Linked DNA regions of Mus musculus: region 2 is linked to region 1. A link is a contact called in public HiChIP or PLAC-seq data. All regions are on one chromosome and are shown on one strand. The core of a region is the stretch at or near the end of the contact, and the rest is flanking DNA. Distances in the headings are between cores, read along the strand shown.

Evidence for each region. HiChIP or PLAC-seq counts read pairs in DNA pulled down with a chosen protein or histone mark.
Region 2: an H3K27ac HiChIP or PLAC-seq map of double positive thymocytes shows a contact between it and region 1, with 6 times the contacts expected there. The contact joins two enhancer-like sites. A contact is called at or near these places in 1 of 115 datasets of contacts at active chromatin or transcription factors (double positive thymocytes) and 1 of 9 other capture datasets (embryonic stem cells).

Annotation. Positions count from the first base shown.
Region 1 is chr2:158,688,383-158,691,309 of GRCm38.p6, forward strand. All of the region lies in intron 1 of Ppp1r16b (protein phosphatase 1, regulatory subunit 16B), which reads left to right. Among named protein-coding and RNA genes, the nearest start is that of Ppp1r16b, 23 kb to the left of the region's middle. Within about 2 kb of position 1,474, at least 67 of the 459 cell types and tissues checked have an H3K27ac peak or open chromatin away from gene starts, as enhancers often do. A contact at or near this core is called in double positive thymocytes, where this site is marked.
Region 2 is chr2:160,755,507-160,758,433 of GRCm38.p6, forward strand. Plcg1 (phospholipase C, gamma 1) reads left to right here. Exons shown (of 34, transcript NM_021280.3): 21 at 235-312; 22 at 1,035-1,138; 23 at 1,364-1,460; 24 at 1,708-1,777; 25 at 2,466-2,623. Among named protein-coding and RNA genes, the nearest start is that of Plcg1, 26 kb to the left of the region's middle. Within about 2 kb of position 1,530, at least 55 of the 459 cell types and tissues checked have an H3K27ac peak or open chromatin away from gene starts, as enhancers often do. A contact at or near this core is called in double positive thymocytes, where this site is marked.

The DNA.
Region 1 (2,927 bases), core at 224-2,723:
GTGCATGTGTGTGTCCTTTCTCCCAAGTCAACACACATGAATGCTGTTGGAACCCAGCCTTGACCTTCTTCCCTTCCTCAAGGCTGGCCTTCCACTTAGACCTGTTGAGTCTGTAATGGCCTTTGTAGGGGAAAGTCCGCATATTGATAATAGTCTTCTGCAAGAGGCCACAACCCTTCCTGGGGTCCCTAGACCTGCATCTTTAAAAGCATCCTTGCCGCACTTTAAGATATTCTGGGTAATAAGGAACTGGGTTATATAATATATGAGGTGTGTTGGTTTGGCTAGCTGGAGTCCAGCGTCTCATTGTTCAAAGGACCCCTTATTCATCTCCTTTACCACCAAGCACTGGCTGCATGTAGAGACTGCCTTCAGAGCACCTTGGCTTCAGTCTCCTGGCTCCTCAGACAGAGGGAAGAGAAAGCTTCTGGTTGGGCCAACTTAAGGCCTAGGCCTGCCCTAGAACCAATCCCTGTCTGGGCTCAGGCCCTTACCAAGACCTCTGACCAATCAGGGCTCAGGATAATGAAGGAGTTCTAAGACCTCCCATTACTGTGCTCTTCTCAGGAGTACGCTCAGTAGCAGGAGCAACCCCACCAACAGCCTTTCATCTGTTGTGCCTCCTGCTATCCCATGGCTCCGCTTCCACTGAGCACTCTTCCCCTTAAGGGCCAATCTCACGGTGCCCAGATGCGCACCCTGGTCCCTTCTCCTCAAGGCAGCAAGGATGAGTGTGTGCATAGAGAAGAACCAAGTTAAGACTCTGCCAGCCTGGGGGATGGGGGGTAAGGTGACGACACCTTGGTGGCCTGTTCCCGCTTCTCCCAGGGCCCAATGCCTTGGCCTTAAACTTCCTGTTGGTCACAATTGAGCTATTTTGGTATGTGGCCCAGATGTTGGGGAAAGTCAGTACCCCACCCTACTTCCCCTGGACTCAGTTTTCTCACACTTGCACACACTTCCTGATGACCTCATTGCCTGCGCAGACCCCCATATCATACCCCCAGCCCAGTCCCTTTATGAGCTGAGGTCTCACAGGCCTGTGTGATGGTTCATTGATACTTTCACCATGCACCAAGCTTAAAATATTGCCATTCCACTGATTTACCTCGAAGCCTGGCCTCCTTAAAATACTGAGATTGTTGTTCTCCCAGGGCCAGATAGATAACCTTGCTCTGTTTCCACTGTCCAAGTATGGACTGGGATGCAAGAGTCTCTTGAAGCCACCTCCAAGCTCAATGGAGTCCTGAATTCCTGGGATCTCCCAGCACCCAGGCCAGAGTCCTTCAGGGGGTGGGGGTGGGGGGCTGGGAGGCCGCAGGGAGTGCGGCTGCCTGGCTGCTGTTGGCCTGCACCAGGCAATTCTTTAATTAGCGTGAGCAGGGTTTTCTCGAATGGGGGCGGAGGAGGTGTGTGGGTCTATTGGGGGAAACTAGGTCACCTGAAAACTAGCAGTCAGGAGGGAACTGTCCTGGGGCCCTGCTGCAAGGGAACCCAAGGGGTAAGGTGGGAGGGGCAAAGTCACAGAAAATATGCCCTGGCCCCTTTTACTGCTCTTGGGAGATGCTGTCCCTAGCTTTCTCTAGGGGGCTGGTCGACTGTCCTTAAATTCTTCGCCCAGAGCAAAGAGGGCAATACAGTAAACAAGTTCTGACTGTCTGGAGCTTGTAGAGAGAGCATCATGGTAGGAGTCAGGCCCCTGCCTCCGCTGCTGCTCATTCTGTACTCCCTTGCCCGTTTGCCATACATCAGTGAGACAGGGACCATGTCTGCCTTTCACCAGCTATTTTCCTCATCCCTTAGCACAGTCCTGGTGTGTGGCAAATGCTTGAAAGGTATTGGCTGGGTTCGTATGGGTGCTTCTAGGATCGAGGCTGCAACTCAGCGGCAGAGAGCATATGGAAGGCCTTGGGTTCCCCCCCCCCCCCCCACCACTAAAACTAAACCACAGAACACGCCCCCCAAACCCATGTGAGTTGTTCTCCTCTAAGACGGTTGTCATGAGAACCAGTTGTCGTTGTGAGGCGGCTTCCCCAAATGTCAGTGACTTACATATCCTGCCAACACTGAATTCTGACACTATTTCATTTTGCTTTACTATCAAGCCACTAGTTGTAGATTGAAATGAAGTTATATAAAAAAAAAAGGAAATTTCATGTCACCTCCATAAATAAACAGTAGCTGTGAACACAGCCACCAAACCAAGCGATGCTTTTACATTTCTTCTTAAATACCATCGCTGTCCCCCTCCCCAGGCCGGGAACCTCAGGGGGACTGACTGGCATGGCTCTAAAGAGGTTACCACCTATGAGCATCAGACTGATGCTTTTTTTTTTTTTCTTCAGAAACCTTTGAAGATTTTTTTTTTTAAAGGCATGGAAAGGCTGTATTCTGCTGTCTGCAAAGGCCCATGCTGCAAGCCCCCTACCAATGAACTGTGCCTCCAGATTTTTCTTTCTTTTGAGACAGAGTCTTGCAAAGTTTTTCAGGCTGGTATTGAACTTGCCGCTCTCCCATCTCCGGCTCCTGTGGAGAGAAAAGGAGAGGGAGGGCAGGGGAGAGGAGATTACAGGCCTATACTACCAGGTTTGGTTTCAATAGTTTTTATTAGTGTGTATTAAATATATAAAAGAGTGACTTTCATTGGTTCTGATCTCTTTCTATGTTTAGAACTCCTGGTTGAGGTGATGGCTGAAAAAGGTTTCTTTCTTTTTTTTACTTTTATTATTATTATTTTTTTGAGACACAGTCTCATACTGTTAGCCCAGGCTATCTTGGAACTCACTGTATAGCCCAGGCTGGTCTCAGACTCACTGGGGCCATCCTGTCTCAGCCTCTTGAGTGCTGTACCACAGGCATGTGCTTTTATACCCAGTTTGGAAGGTGTTTGAGAAGAGGAAGGCATTTTTACATGCAGTTGCATGGCA
Region 2 (2,927 bases), core at 280-2,779, 2.1 Mb after region 1:
GCCACAGTGGTGGATGTGGGGTAAGAGTGCAAAAGGAGTGTGGATCAAGTCCCTACAGGCACCCTCCCCTTGGAAGATGAGGAGGGGGATTCCTGTAGGCCAGGGGCCAATGAGCTGGGGCAAATGTCCTGTAGAAGAGGCCAGCTGTGCTTCAGAAACTGGGCAATGGGAGCTAGCAGCTGCATTTATCTCAGTTCTGGGATGGTGATAGATCACAATGTGTCCTGTTTCCAGGAACCCGATTATGGGGCACTATACGAGGGCCGCAACCCTGGTTTCTATGTGGAGGCAAACCCTATGCCAACTTTCAAGGTAAATATCTGTGCTTGGCACAGGAAGCCACAAGGAAGGAGGGGTTCCCTACTGCTTGGGGCTTATATTTCTGTATTCTGGGCCCTTTTGTGGTAGGTGTGGAGAAACAAGTGTTAGTTGTGGTTTTCTGAGGCTCAAGAGATTTTAAGATGTGTGGTTGGTAAATGACCATAAATCTCCAGGGATCAACCACTTTATAGCCAGTGTCTTGGGTTAGAACTGGCCCTTTGTCACCATTCCTTCAGAGTGATCCCCGTGTCTTCCATGGGTAGTAAGTAGAACAGGGGCCAGATGGCACACTGTCCAGGCATTCCCTTCGTTATGAAGATCTTAGGGTCTTCTTGGTTTTGACCTTTTCTTTAATGTAGCACATTGCCCTGTAAGAGTCTTAACTATGGAGGGAGCTCCACAGGGCTGTGCACTTACTCTTACTGGACCTCAGCCCTGGCTTGTGGGAGCAGACCCCAGACAGAGTGCCAAAGACTCTACCTGGGTGGCCAAGAATTTCCCTGGAGAAAACCCATCCTGCTTGTTCTGAAACTTACCCCAAGACAGCATTAAGACCTGTGTCTAGGGTCACTTGCCAACAGTGGCACTGCCCACTAGCGTAAGCCCAGGCACATGTAGGCACATGTATGCACATGTGCTGTACTAGGTTAAAGGATGGGGACTGCCCTCTGCTTTACTCCACACAATCCAATCCCACTGTCTCACCTCTGCAGTGTGCAGTAAAAGCCCTCTTCGACTACAAGGCCCAGAGAGAGGATGAGCTGACCTTCACCAAGAGTGCCATCATCCAGAATGTGGAAAAGCAAGATGGTGGCTGGTGAGATAAACCATCCAGGCTAGAAAGCCTGTGGTGTGGTGGGACAGGAGGCCGGGGCCTCTGTGGAGCTGTCACTGAAAGCACTTGTGACAGTATGCTTTGAGAGCATCTGTCTCATGCTCACTAGCAGTGTCTGCCTTGGCCTGACTTATGTGTGGGAACCCCCCAGGAAGAGCTTGTGAGTTTGGGGCAGTTGCTGGAGTCAGTACCCTGTGGCTTCCACAGGTGGCGAGGGGACTATGGTGGGAAGAAGCAGCTGTGGTTCCCCTCAAACTATGTGGAAGAGATGATCAATCCAGCAGTCCTAGAGCCTGAGAGGGAGGTATGTCTGGAACCACTCTGTGTCACGGGTTTGTTTCCCTGTCCCCAGGTTTTCTTTTGATGTGTCTATCACACCCAGGCCTTCCTGTCATCTGTGAGCCACACATCCTGTGTGGCTACACTCTAGTCTCTCTTGTACCTATGTCATGCTTGGCTGGTCATGAGTAGACCTAAAAGATCGTCAAAAAGTTCCCTCAGCTGAGCCTGCGGCAGCGATGCTGACCATCCTGGGGTTTTGCTTCCTACAGCACCTGGATGAGAACAGCCCACTGGGGGACTTGCTGCGAGGGGTCTTAGATGTGCCAGCTTGTCAGATCGGTGAGATCTAATTCCTAGCTCATGATTCCTCTTAGTGTCAGGGTGTCCTTGTCACTCCTCCTGCTTCTGGAGAGGAATCCAGTGGCCGAGTTCCCAGAGGCTACTCTTATACTATGGAAGTCCCAGACTCTTTTGTCATCCCCAAATTTTACCCTCTGCCAAGTACAGTGGAGTCAAAAGTTGGCAGAGATGTTGACAGACTGACATCCAGTCCTAATGGTTTAGACCACAGCATTGTGACAGAAGCTTGGAGATGGGTTAGGGTGGGGGCTACAGTGCATGGCTCCAAGGAAGAGGCATGAGTCTCAGCTGGGTTGGAGCCTTGGTTCCACCATAACTACTATGGTATGTCTGAGCTACAGTATCCTCTGTAAATCGGATCTATATACCAGTTTTGCCTGCTTATAAGTATGGCCAGGAAGAAATGGAATGAATTCCTTTGAGCCAGTGTCTATGGCTGTGGTTCTCAAACTGTGGGTTTTAACCCCTTTGGAGGCCTAACAACCCTTTCCCAGGGTTTGCATATCAGATACGCTGCATATCAGATATTTACAGTATAATTCATAAATAGTAGCAAAATTATGAAATATCAATGAAAAAATTTTATGGTTGGAACTATATTGAAGGGTTCACAGCATTAGAAAGCCCAGAGAGCATTCCTAGCCCTGTATTATTTTACCCCCAACAGCCATCCGTCCTGAGGGCAAAAACAACCGGCTCTTCGTCTTCTCCATCAGCATGCCATCAGTGGCTCAGTGGTCCCTGGATGTTGCAGCTGACTCACAGGAGGAGTTACAGGACTGGGTGAAAAAGATCCGTGAAGTTGCCCAGACTGCAGATGCCAGGGTGAGAACCTGCCACAGCTTAGAAGGTGCTACTGGGATCTGTGGGGGCAACATGTGGGCCTGCCCGGGAGCCAAGGCCTCCAACCCCCAGCGAGCTCCTCTAGAGAAGGCAACTGATGTGGCCAGGCCTTAGATAAGGCACCCAAAAGAACAAACTCAAGACAGGATTGTGATGGATGGGCTTAGGAAATGTTGAGCATTAAGTACTCTCGATCACCTGAATGAGTGTAAGGCAAGAGGGAAGAGAGGTCCTGGGCTGGCAGCAGGAGTCAGATCAGGCTTAGAAGAGAGGAAGAGGGTTCACG